Regions from separate parts of the Arachis hypogaea genome. Here region 2 is linked to region 1. The links are chromatin contacts, called in public Hi-C maps. All regions are on one chromosome and are shown on one strand. Each heading gives the region's core, a stretch centred on a gene start, on an enhancer-like site or on the middle of the called end of the contact. The rest is flanking DNA. Distances are from core to core; before and after follow the strand shown.

The links. A called contact is a pair of places that touch in the nucleus more often than the background predicts.
Region 2: a contact with region 1 is called in a Hi-C map of leaf, with 1.9 times the contacts expected there. The contact joins the promoter of LOC112727592 here to the promoter of LOC112730174 in region 1. A contact is called at or near these places in 4 of 8 Hi-C or Micro-C datasets (leaf and an unstated tissue).

Annotation. Positions count from the first base shown.
Region 1 is chr12:83,314,790-83,320,210 of arahy.Tifrunner.gnm2.J5K5, reverse strand. LOC112730174 reads right to left here and starts at 1,343. Exons shown (of 3, transcript XM_025780274.1): 1 at 766-1,343; 2 at 593-659; 3 at 114-413. The coding sequence starts at 1,343. The coding sequence ends at 114.
Region 2 is chr12:83,550,252-83,555,115 of arahy.Tifrunner.gnm2.J5K5, reverse strand. It overlaps LOC112727592, which reads right to left and starts at 2,137. Exons shown (of 7, transcript XM_025777399.2): 1 at 1,547-2,137; 2 at 1,371-1,463; 3 at 290-434; 4 at 55-165. The coding sequence starts at 1,807.

The sequences.
Region 1 (5,421 bases), core at 94-2,593:
GTTCAAGCACTGAAAAGTTTTAATTTTTTGAACAAGAAAGCTCAACACAATACAGTGGAGCAGCATACAATCAAACTGAGGACATTAAAATAAAGGAAATATAGCAAAGTAAATCAACTACCCCTGTTGTCATCTCCGGCATTGCCATCAACAACAACACGGTTCCTGCTACTCCACTCTCTATAACTGGTCAAGGACCATTGATACACCTCTTCTGAACCACCTTCTTTGGAATTAAAAATACGTCTGTTCCTCTCAAGCCATATATTCCAAATGACCGCAAAGAAGCACCTTAACCACTGATTCCGCTCCTCATTACTGTTCACGACACCTGTCCAACTCTCAAAATGTTCCTTGAGTGAGCCCGGAATAGACCACGCTCTCCCGAGATCAGAAAGCCATCGACACCATACCTGCCAAGTAAACTCACACCCCAGGAACATGTGGTAAATATGTTCAACATCTCTTTTACAAAACACACATATATTGTCCCCATGCCTAAGTATTCCCAATCTATGTAGTCTTTCTTTAGTGTTTACTCTTTCTATCAGCACAAACCAAATAAATAACTCCACTCGTGGTGGCGCCAAACCTTTCCAAATGGTTCTGGTGAAGCTGAAACTTGTGATATCCTCTGGGAGAGTCTCTGATTGCACCACCTGCACAAAAGAGTTAGTTAAAAAAATTCCTTCCTTGCCATACTTCCATACAAGTCTGTCTTGCTTATCACTTGCTAGTTTTATAGGCCTTAAAACCTCATGTAACCTGTTCAATAATTCCAACTCCCATTGATATAGGCCTCGCCTCCACTGGAAATTCCATACCCACTCTAGCCCATCCCAAAATCCGCAATCCCCTATGACAGATCCTTGCTGGTTTGAAATAGAGAAAAGTCTCGGAAACCTCAACCTGAGGGAACCGCCTTGTAACGAGACATCTTTCCAGAAAAGAGTCCTCCTGCCATCACCCACCTCCATAGACAACCCAGTAATCAACTTGTCCCTTACATTACTATCCTTGAGCTGCAACTGGCATATGTCCTTCCACGGTCCCCCTTTAGTAGGCATTTGCTGAGATGATAACATCATATTGGGCTTCAGGTCGTAACAGGAGCAAACAACCTTCTTCCATAAAGGGCACTCCTCCTTTGAAAATCGCCACCACCACTTAAATAGTAGGGCGGAGTTCCTAATCACTGCATCTCCTACCCCCAAGCCTCCCTCCTTTTTAGGGGCCTGAACCACTTCCCACTTGACTAGTGCTATCCCATTCCTACCTTCCTCCTTACTCCATAAGAATCTTCTTTGTAATGATATCAACTTTTCTGCCACGGCCTTCGGCATCTTGTACAGGCTTAGATAGTACACTGGCAAGCTATTCAACACAAACTTAATAAGGACTAGCTTACCCGCTTTTATTTAGCACCTTAGCCTTCCACAAACTGAGCTTTTCCTCAACCTTGTCAATTATCGGCTTCCATGTCTTTACCAGCCTCGGGTTTGCTCCTAAAGGAATGCCAAGATAACGGACTGGGAGGTTCGCTTCTTTACATCCCAATAAGCTACACATGTTGTCAGTCCAGAGCTGTTCACAATTGATTGGGATTAAGCTGGATTTATCAAAGTTAATCGTTAACCCCGACATAATCTCAAAACACCTTAAGAGTCTGGCATAGTTTCTAATGGTCTCCTCCTCCGGTGGGCAAAATAAAATAGTATCGTCTGCAAACTGGAGATGTGATAACTCTATGTTTTCCTTCCCCACCAGCAGCGGCGAGATTCGTCTGTTTCTCACTGCCTCCCCTATCATCCTGTGTAAGACCTCCACTACCAGAACAAACAAGAATGGGGACAAAGGGTCACCTTGTCTCAAGCCTCTCTCCATCTTGAATGGTTTGGAAGGGGAGCCATTTATCAGAATTGCCATGGACGCTGAACCGATACACTCCCTAACCCACTCTTTCCATCTCCGCCCAAATCCCATCTTCTGCAGCACAATATCCACAAAGTTCCACTTCACTCTATCATAAGCCTTCTGGAAGTCTAATTTAATAATTGCCGCCTTCTTCTTCCTTGCCTTCAGCCATTGCACTGTTTCGCACGCAATCAGAGCCCCATCATGAATTTTCCAACCTTTCACAAATGCACTTTGAGTCTCCCCTACTAAGCCTGGCATCACTGATCTCATCCTTCTGACCATCACCTTTGAAATGACTTTGTAGATGCATCCAACCATGCTGATCGGCCTGAGGTCTTTGATCTCTTTGGCTCCAGTGAACTTCGGAGCCAGAGCCACCCAAGTAACATTGGAATCAGGCGGCAACCTTGATGACCGAAAGAAATCCAGAACAGCTGTCGAGAACTCCGTGCCGATCTCATCCCAGCACTTTTTGATGAAGTTCATATTATACCTATCACTTCCTGGAGCCTTAGAGGATTCACAGTCCCAAACAGCCTCCCTAATCTCCACCAATGATGGTATGCACTCCAATGCACTGGATTCTTCTTCGTTAATCTGATTAACCAGACCGTCTCTAAACCCTATTACCGGGGATCTCTCCTGGTGATACAACTCTCTGTAGAAGTCTCTGATGGCAATCTTGATCCTACCTTGATTTCTTACCAACCTACCATTAATCACCAAAGCATCGATCCTATTGTTCCTTCTTCTTGCCGACGCCAAACTATGAAAGTACCGAGTGTTTCTATCCATGTCCTTCGCATGCCTAGAACGCGACATCTGTTTCCAATGTACCTCTTTCCTCACATACCACTGCTTGCAACAACTTACTAGAGCCTTCCTTCTAGCCTCCATAGTACCATCATAGACACCATTTCCAACCATATCATCCACCCTCTTGATCTCCTCCTCAAAACGCTGAATTTTCTTTTCCAAGTCACTAAATTTCTCTTTATGCCATTTTCCCAAAGGCACCGTAAGAGCCTTCAATTTATCTGTGAACTGTCCCTCTCCAATATTCCGCCATTCCTCCCTGACCATTCTTAGGAATCCTTCATGTGTAAACCATGAGTCTAAAGTCCGGAACGGACGTGGGCCTCCTCTAAACTTAGTAACTTCGACTATTATTGGGCAATGATCTGACAAGCCTCTCGGACCACCTTTTAAACGAATCTCCGGGAACTCTTCAGTCCATTCTACACTCAGCAGGACTCTGTCAATATGACTACAGGATCTACCTCTATACCATGTAAACTTGCGATCATTCAGTGGTAAGTCCACTAATTGCATATCTTGGATCCAACCCTTGAAATCTTCTGCAGACGCTGTTAATCTGTCCTGATTTTTCCTTTCATCAACCTGTATCACCTCATTGAAGTCACCCAAGTAGCATATCGGGACTTGACATAACCCTGCTATATAGCTCAGTTCCTCCCAAACAACAAGTTTTTCAACTCTCATATGCGGACCATAAACCAAACAGAAAGCACAATGGAACTCATTTTTCAAAAAAACTCCCTCAACACATAGCCACCTATCCTCTTTGTAGCAGTTATTCATTCTAAATAGCAACTCATCCCACATTAATAACAGACCCCCAGATGTGCCTACCGATCCTACAAACTCCCATCCACCGCATCACTTCCCCAAATACGTACGACATCGAATTTATTCACAACTTGCAATTTTGTTTCAACCAAGCCTAACATATTTAATTTTTGCTTTTTTTTAGCTCTTTTATCATACTCAATTTTCCAACCCCCCTCAACCCCCTAACATTCCAAGAGCTAAAAATCATTTTAAAACATTGTTACACAACTGTTTAAACTTTTTCGGTCTGCTTCTTCGCACCTTCTCTTTCAGTTTTGCTATCCTCCTCTTCTCAGCTATCGCTTCATTTTGTTCTTGTAATATCCTCATTAAGTCGTCTTCTTCATCGTACTGTACTGCTCCGGATTCAACAGCTAAATCCCACGCCTTTCTATTCTCAGCCAACTGTTCTTCAATTTTAGATATTTGTTGCCCTTCATTTGTTTCCACGATTCCAGTTGCACTACTGCCCTCATCCACTATTGCAGGAGCCAGGCTTCTCTCTTCATCCACTGCATCAGCCCCCTCGGACATCGCTCCAGCCTCCTCGGCATTTCTGCCAGTCCCACCTGCGCCGGACAGAGCAACTCCCTTCATTTCCTGCCATGGAGCCACAGGACGTCTTGACAGGTTTCTAGGTAGACCATGGAAGCCCGCATTGCCATCTCTCCTCAGCACGGCATCCCCTTCAACTATCCCGATGGAGCCGTGGTAAGCGTCCAGGTGGTCTCTGCGTCGTCGTGGTACTGCCACTCCGGACTGACCATTGCACGGCGTCTCCATAGCCGTCAGGTCATCAGCCACAACGCTATCCTTCACTGCTAGACACCGCGGACCCAGATGGAGCACTACCCGGCCCGCTTGAGATGACGCACGCTCCCCATCAGTCCGAGTTTGATCCTTGGCTGGGCTGCATGTGCCAAATTCAGCTTGGTTTGGGCCTGCGGTGATGTAGCCCACGTTTAAATCCTCCAACCTGCTGTATCTCTTCTGATTTTTGGCCCAAACCTCATCCCATGCTTGGGCTCCCTTTTTTGTACAATAATAGTCTTCCTTCAGCCCATTATCATATTCTCGACTAACCGTTTGTTCTGAACACGAATCATTAACCAAATCAGTAAATTCCTTTAATTTAGCGATTCTATCTGAAACAAAGCCTTCCGTTACTCTTGGAATTTGAAAATGAATTGAATTGTCATTATTCCATTCATTCAATATGTCTTCTTGAATTACCAAATTGTCCTTTCCATAATCTTCCTCCCTTGGAGTCGCCATCACCAAATCAGCCGCCGGATCACCAATTACCAAACCACCGCGCGCACAGGAGCACTCGCATATTTCTGGAAAATAAGTTTTATCTGTTTCCGCAATCTTCAGCTCCCTTCCAAGGCTCTCATGATTAACCTCTTTAACTAGAACGTCAAACCCACTAGTCCCAATTGTGATGTGGATCCACTCGTTGATTCTGTCCATACAACAAGTGTCAATTTGTACTCGCGCCACGCTGAAGGAGAGGCAAGATTCCGTGGCTTGATCGCATCCAACAACTTCCCCCCATTGGCTCCCTATCAACTTGAATGTATCTGGTGACCATGTATGCAAGGGAATACCGAAACACTCTAGCCATACCCTTCGAGTATCGCTCCGCTCCTCCTCATCCCATCTCCATACTCTATGAAAAAACTTGAGAAGGTTGTTCAGTTCGAACGTGTACGCCTCTTCAGCACTAAGAATACTGTCAAACGTCAGGAGTGCTTTGTGTGCTCCTAATTCTCTGATTTCCACCACCTGGGGTACATTCTTCTTAATCATTGCCTTCAAAGAGTTATAGTCAATTGTCTTTGTCGTTCCGCCTACTAGACTCCTCTGCAG
Region 2 (4,864 bases), core at 888-3,387, 230 kb before region 1:
ATCATTTAACCTTGCTTGAAACAATTTTCAATACAATTGTAAAAGAAAAGTTACCTATTTTTCTAGAGTTAAGAGGCAAATACTGGGTTACAGGGTTTTTTATTGCGCGTAGAAGCTTCTCACGCTTGCCAGCAGCAGATATGCTCAATTTTTGCAGCAGTTCCACTGCAAGATAGTAAAATTTATTGAGATTTGATAAATGAGAGCTCATTCAGTTTTCTCGCTGGAAAAATTCAATACAAAATACATAAAAGTGCACACAGATGGGAATCTACAAGTTGTAACTTACACATAACACCAGAGAACCGCTTAAATGTTCTGGGAATACGAACATATGGCTTAACCTCTATAAGAACACCTTTTTCAGTCTTTATATATACTGTGCGCAACCTCCCAGCCTTATTCAGTGGGCTATCCAAAATAGATAGAAGAGCCTAAAAACATAATTTGGCAAATATCAAGATTTAAAATAACACAGAGCAGCAAGAAAAAGCTATAATGATACAACTTTCAAGAGAAAAGTAAACAAATGAACACACACCCTGCTATTTAGAACATTGTTTGGAAGTATAAAGATCAGAGGAATGACAGTGATATTTTAATGATACCCATGTTTGAAAATGATTTATAAGGAGGGAATGGGACAAGAGAAGGCTTCAATCCATCAATAACAGTAAGCCCTAAGGGCTTTAGCAAACTGCTCAAAACGTTTGGCTATGTTTGGAAGATTTTTGGAGGTGGGAAGGAAGGGCCACTAATGCATTGGAGAGGAGAAGGGAGGCGCAGAACGGACCACCCTGTGCTGTTTGAGTGCTCAAGGGGAGAGAGGGCACTGCGCTCGCCTGTCTCTGTCTTAGACCCCCCGATTTGGAATCATCATTTTTACTGTTCGGAGACGGCAACTGAGGGCTTCTGCATCCTTCCAAACATGTTCCTCTTGACCAGTGCCACACCACTCCTTGCTATTCTATGTGCTATGCTAAAGCTCCCAAACATAACTTTTGTTTTTAATGTTAACCCTACCCTTCCATTCCACCCACTTATCAACAAATGGACACGGTCCTTCCTTCTGAGATGTACGCTAAGACCGTGGATTTCAATCCCCACGGTATAACTTTCTCAGTGTCCCCAAGACACTAGCCAGACGGAGTAAAAAATCCAAGAAATGAAGTGGAAAAAAACATACCATCTAAATTCATTTGGAAGTTGAAAATTAAGTTTAACGAGGTAAAGGAAGAGACTAACCATAGGAGTGACTCTGGTTATACGAACAAGGACCATAACAAAGCCAATTGAAACTCGTAGGCATGTAAATATTTGAAAAAACAAAGTCAAAAACAAATTCTAGAAAGTTCAACCAACAAACCAACCTGATGAGTAATGTCAGGCCTATAATCACCGGGGTTCTTGTTATTCTTTCGGAGGAAATGGCCATGTTCATCCGAGTTCAAGAGCTGATAAGTCTGCACTCAAAAGACCCCAATTTACAGTGAAACGCAATAACCAAAAGCCATAGGTCCAAAATGCAATTTAATAAAATTATTACCTTGCCAACTTTGGCGACCTCCAAAGAAGCCTTTTCGAGGATGAAGATGACGTTGGGCTTGTCAGTTTGAAGTTCGGTTGGGGCAATAGGGATGCCCGGCAGTTCTTCGTTGTTATCAGCGGGTGGTTGTTGCTGTTCTGGTTCTTGGCGCTTTGGCTGCGGTTGCTGGTCTTCTTGGTGGTAATCTTGATCTTCCTGGCGGTCGTATTTGGGCTCAGCTAGCTTTCGCTTCCGCCCCTTCCCGCCGTACGCCCTCGTCATTGCCTCACCCTTTTTCAGTCAGTCAGTGTGCTGCTAGGGTTGTGGAATGTGGACTTCCCTTGTCCTAAAAGTTCCCTTCAATACAAGGAATTGTCGGAAAGTAGATTGTGGAGTTTGGAGGACCAATTATTTAAACAATTTGGATTTTTTAAATTTTAAATTTTTAAATTTTATTTTAAAAAATAAATTATAATTTTTTATTTTTAAATTATTTTTATATTTTTTTAATTTTATTTATAAAATAAATGAAGAAAAGTTATACTTTATTATTTAAAATAAAATTTAAAATTTAAAAAATTCAAATTACAATTTAAAATATTCTATTTGTATGACCGGAATTCATTCTTTACCCAACTTTTATAATTTAGATTATAGTTCATAAAAAGATCAAATTAAAGTCATGCCTAATTCTAAATCCTACCCAAGTGTTCCTTCCTCATATTCTCAACGATTAAACCTACTTTTCACGTTGTCCATGACTTATTTCTCTCATGTCCAACAATGACAGATACACAATCAGACTTTATACTATGAAAAATAAATAAATTTAATGTACAAATATACCTATGCTGCATTACGAGTTACCACATTCATGCTCTCTTCCATTTTTTTATTTATAATTTTCAAAAATTGTTTGATGAAATTTCATTATTATTATTATTATTATTATTATTATTATTATTATTATTATTATTATTATTATTATTATCTGAAAGAAAAAGTTAATGAGGTCTACTGAAAAAATTTTAACAAATTAATTGTTAGAGATCTATTCAATTCAAAACCTCGATCTCAGTTTCAGAACCACAATCGAAAGTCGATGTTTCAACTTGCTCGTTGTCCACTTGAGGTAGAGGAACGAAGAGCAGACAATGTTGTTGAGCAAAGAGTAACTAAAAGAAGAGAAGAAAAAAACTATTGTTAACGGACAAAGCAAAGGACAATTTGCCAGCAAAAATGGAGTCGGAGTCCACAGTGGCAGTGAAAGAGTTGGAGTTGGAGTCATCTTCAGTACGGTCCTGTGAAAAATTTTCGAGGTGCTGTCTTTTTTTTTGTTGGAATTCGGAGAAGTCTAGAAGGTCGTCGATGGAAAAATTTTTGCCAACGGCACAGCCGTCATTGACGCGTTGAAGCACAGGTTGCCAAGTGCATCTGTGGTGGATGGATTGGTTCTTGTGATGAGAACCCCATATTTACAAAAGAACCCCAAAATTATTTTCTATTTCATTATGTTTCTTGGTCTTTTAAGGTCATGAAGATACTTTCACCACCATAGAAAGCTCCTCAATACAATAACTCTATAACACGTACACATTCAGTTTTCAATTTTGATCCGGACCAATGTATGTATAATCTGAATTTTTTATTTTAATAAATAAATTAAATATAATAATTATCAAATTAAATAATTTAAAAAATATTTATCGAAATAAATATTCTTCTCTTATTTCGTTTACACTGTAAACGAGATAATTTTGCATGTATCTCGTTTATAGTGTTCGGTAGCTCGGAGCTTCGGACGGGAAAGAGGGGTGCTCCAGATGAGAAGGTGGGGATCAGCCTGGATCTGGGTCTGTACGTGAGATGCGCAAGCCGACAACCTCTCGAGCTCTTCGTGAGGCGTGGGGGATGCCACCTGCAATGACACTCCGACGCCCAAGTCAGAAAGTACGCAGGTAACGTAGAGTAAAAAGGTGGTAGTGACGTACCTTGGGGAGGGGTAGGGCCCTCCCCTTTTATACCTTATCAGAGGGGTGGGTCCCACGAGGACAGACCCACCTTCCTCGAACTTTTCTAGCTCCAACTGTGGGGTAGCTGGCTCCATATGAGGAGAGGTGTCCGGGTCAGGGTCAAGACGTGTGATGCCCCGCAGTTCGGCCGCTCGGGTCGGGTGGAACCGTATTTTGGGCCGGGTCGGCTATGTGGCCAGCTGGGTTGGGCCGCAACAGTGCCCCCAATGTGCCAGCTATGGCCGTGAGCATCGTAGTTGGCGCGTTCAGTTCCTCTTTGTGTGTGTTGTCGCTTTGCCGGTCGCTCGTGCTCGGGACGCGTCTCCTGCGCACGTGAGTCTCTTCGTTGCAGGGGTGCGCCGCTTCTCGCCTCGTTTTTTGCGCTGAGCATTTAATGCTCATAATGAGTTATTCAAAATCCTACGTGAAATGACTGTTCTACCCCTGTCTTTCGCGCTTCTTCATGTCTTAGTTTCCTTTTGGTTTTCCTTCATTTTCGCGTCCAGTTCTTCCACTATCATCACGTCTCTTCCATCTCCTCTCACCCTTTCCAAGCTCCTTGCTGTGCATCTCTGCTTTGTCCAGATTTCTCCTAGTTTTTCATCCTTCTTCGATCACTACTATTAACCTGGTAAGTTATCTATATGTATAGCTTTGCTCTGCTGTTATACTGCTTGCTTTCCTATCTTGCTTTCGGACGTGCGTTGCTTGTTTGGTTGGATTGCATGGTGTTAGTGTTAGGTAGATGCATTAGGGGGTTACCATTCCAAAATGTTGATTTTTTAGGCTTTACTTTGGCCATAGATTTATCCTTTGTTTGACTATAGCTATCGAATAGGAAAACTGTAGTTTCTGGGCCATCTCGATCTTCCGGTCTCTTAGACTAACTGTGAGTGGTGCCCTCACTGTAGGTATGGCCCAACGTCCTGTTGCGCAGGCTTCCATTGCGAGAGCACCTTATGACCGGTACGCCTGGGTAACTTCGGACGTGAAGGATTCCCCTAACCAGATGGATGTAGCGGAGCTCACCGAGTTCCGACAAGCCAAATACTTGTGTGGTGGGAGTGACGAGGAGGCCAATTACGAGGTCTTCGTGCCCGCCCCTCACGAGCGGATATACCAACTAAACCTGCACTCCCCCCGGATTGCCGATTGGATCTGGTTTTAGAAGGCGATATTCACCCAACTGGGAGTGTGTATTCCCTTTCCCCTTTTCAAATGGTGCTGTTCAACTGGTGTGACGTAGCGCCGTCTCAATTGCATCCGAACAGCTGGGCTTCGATCCGCTGTTTCGAGATGGTCTGTGAATACTTGGAGCTGCCGGCCT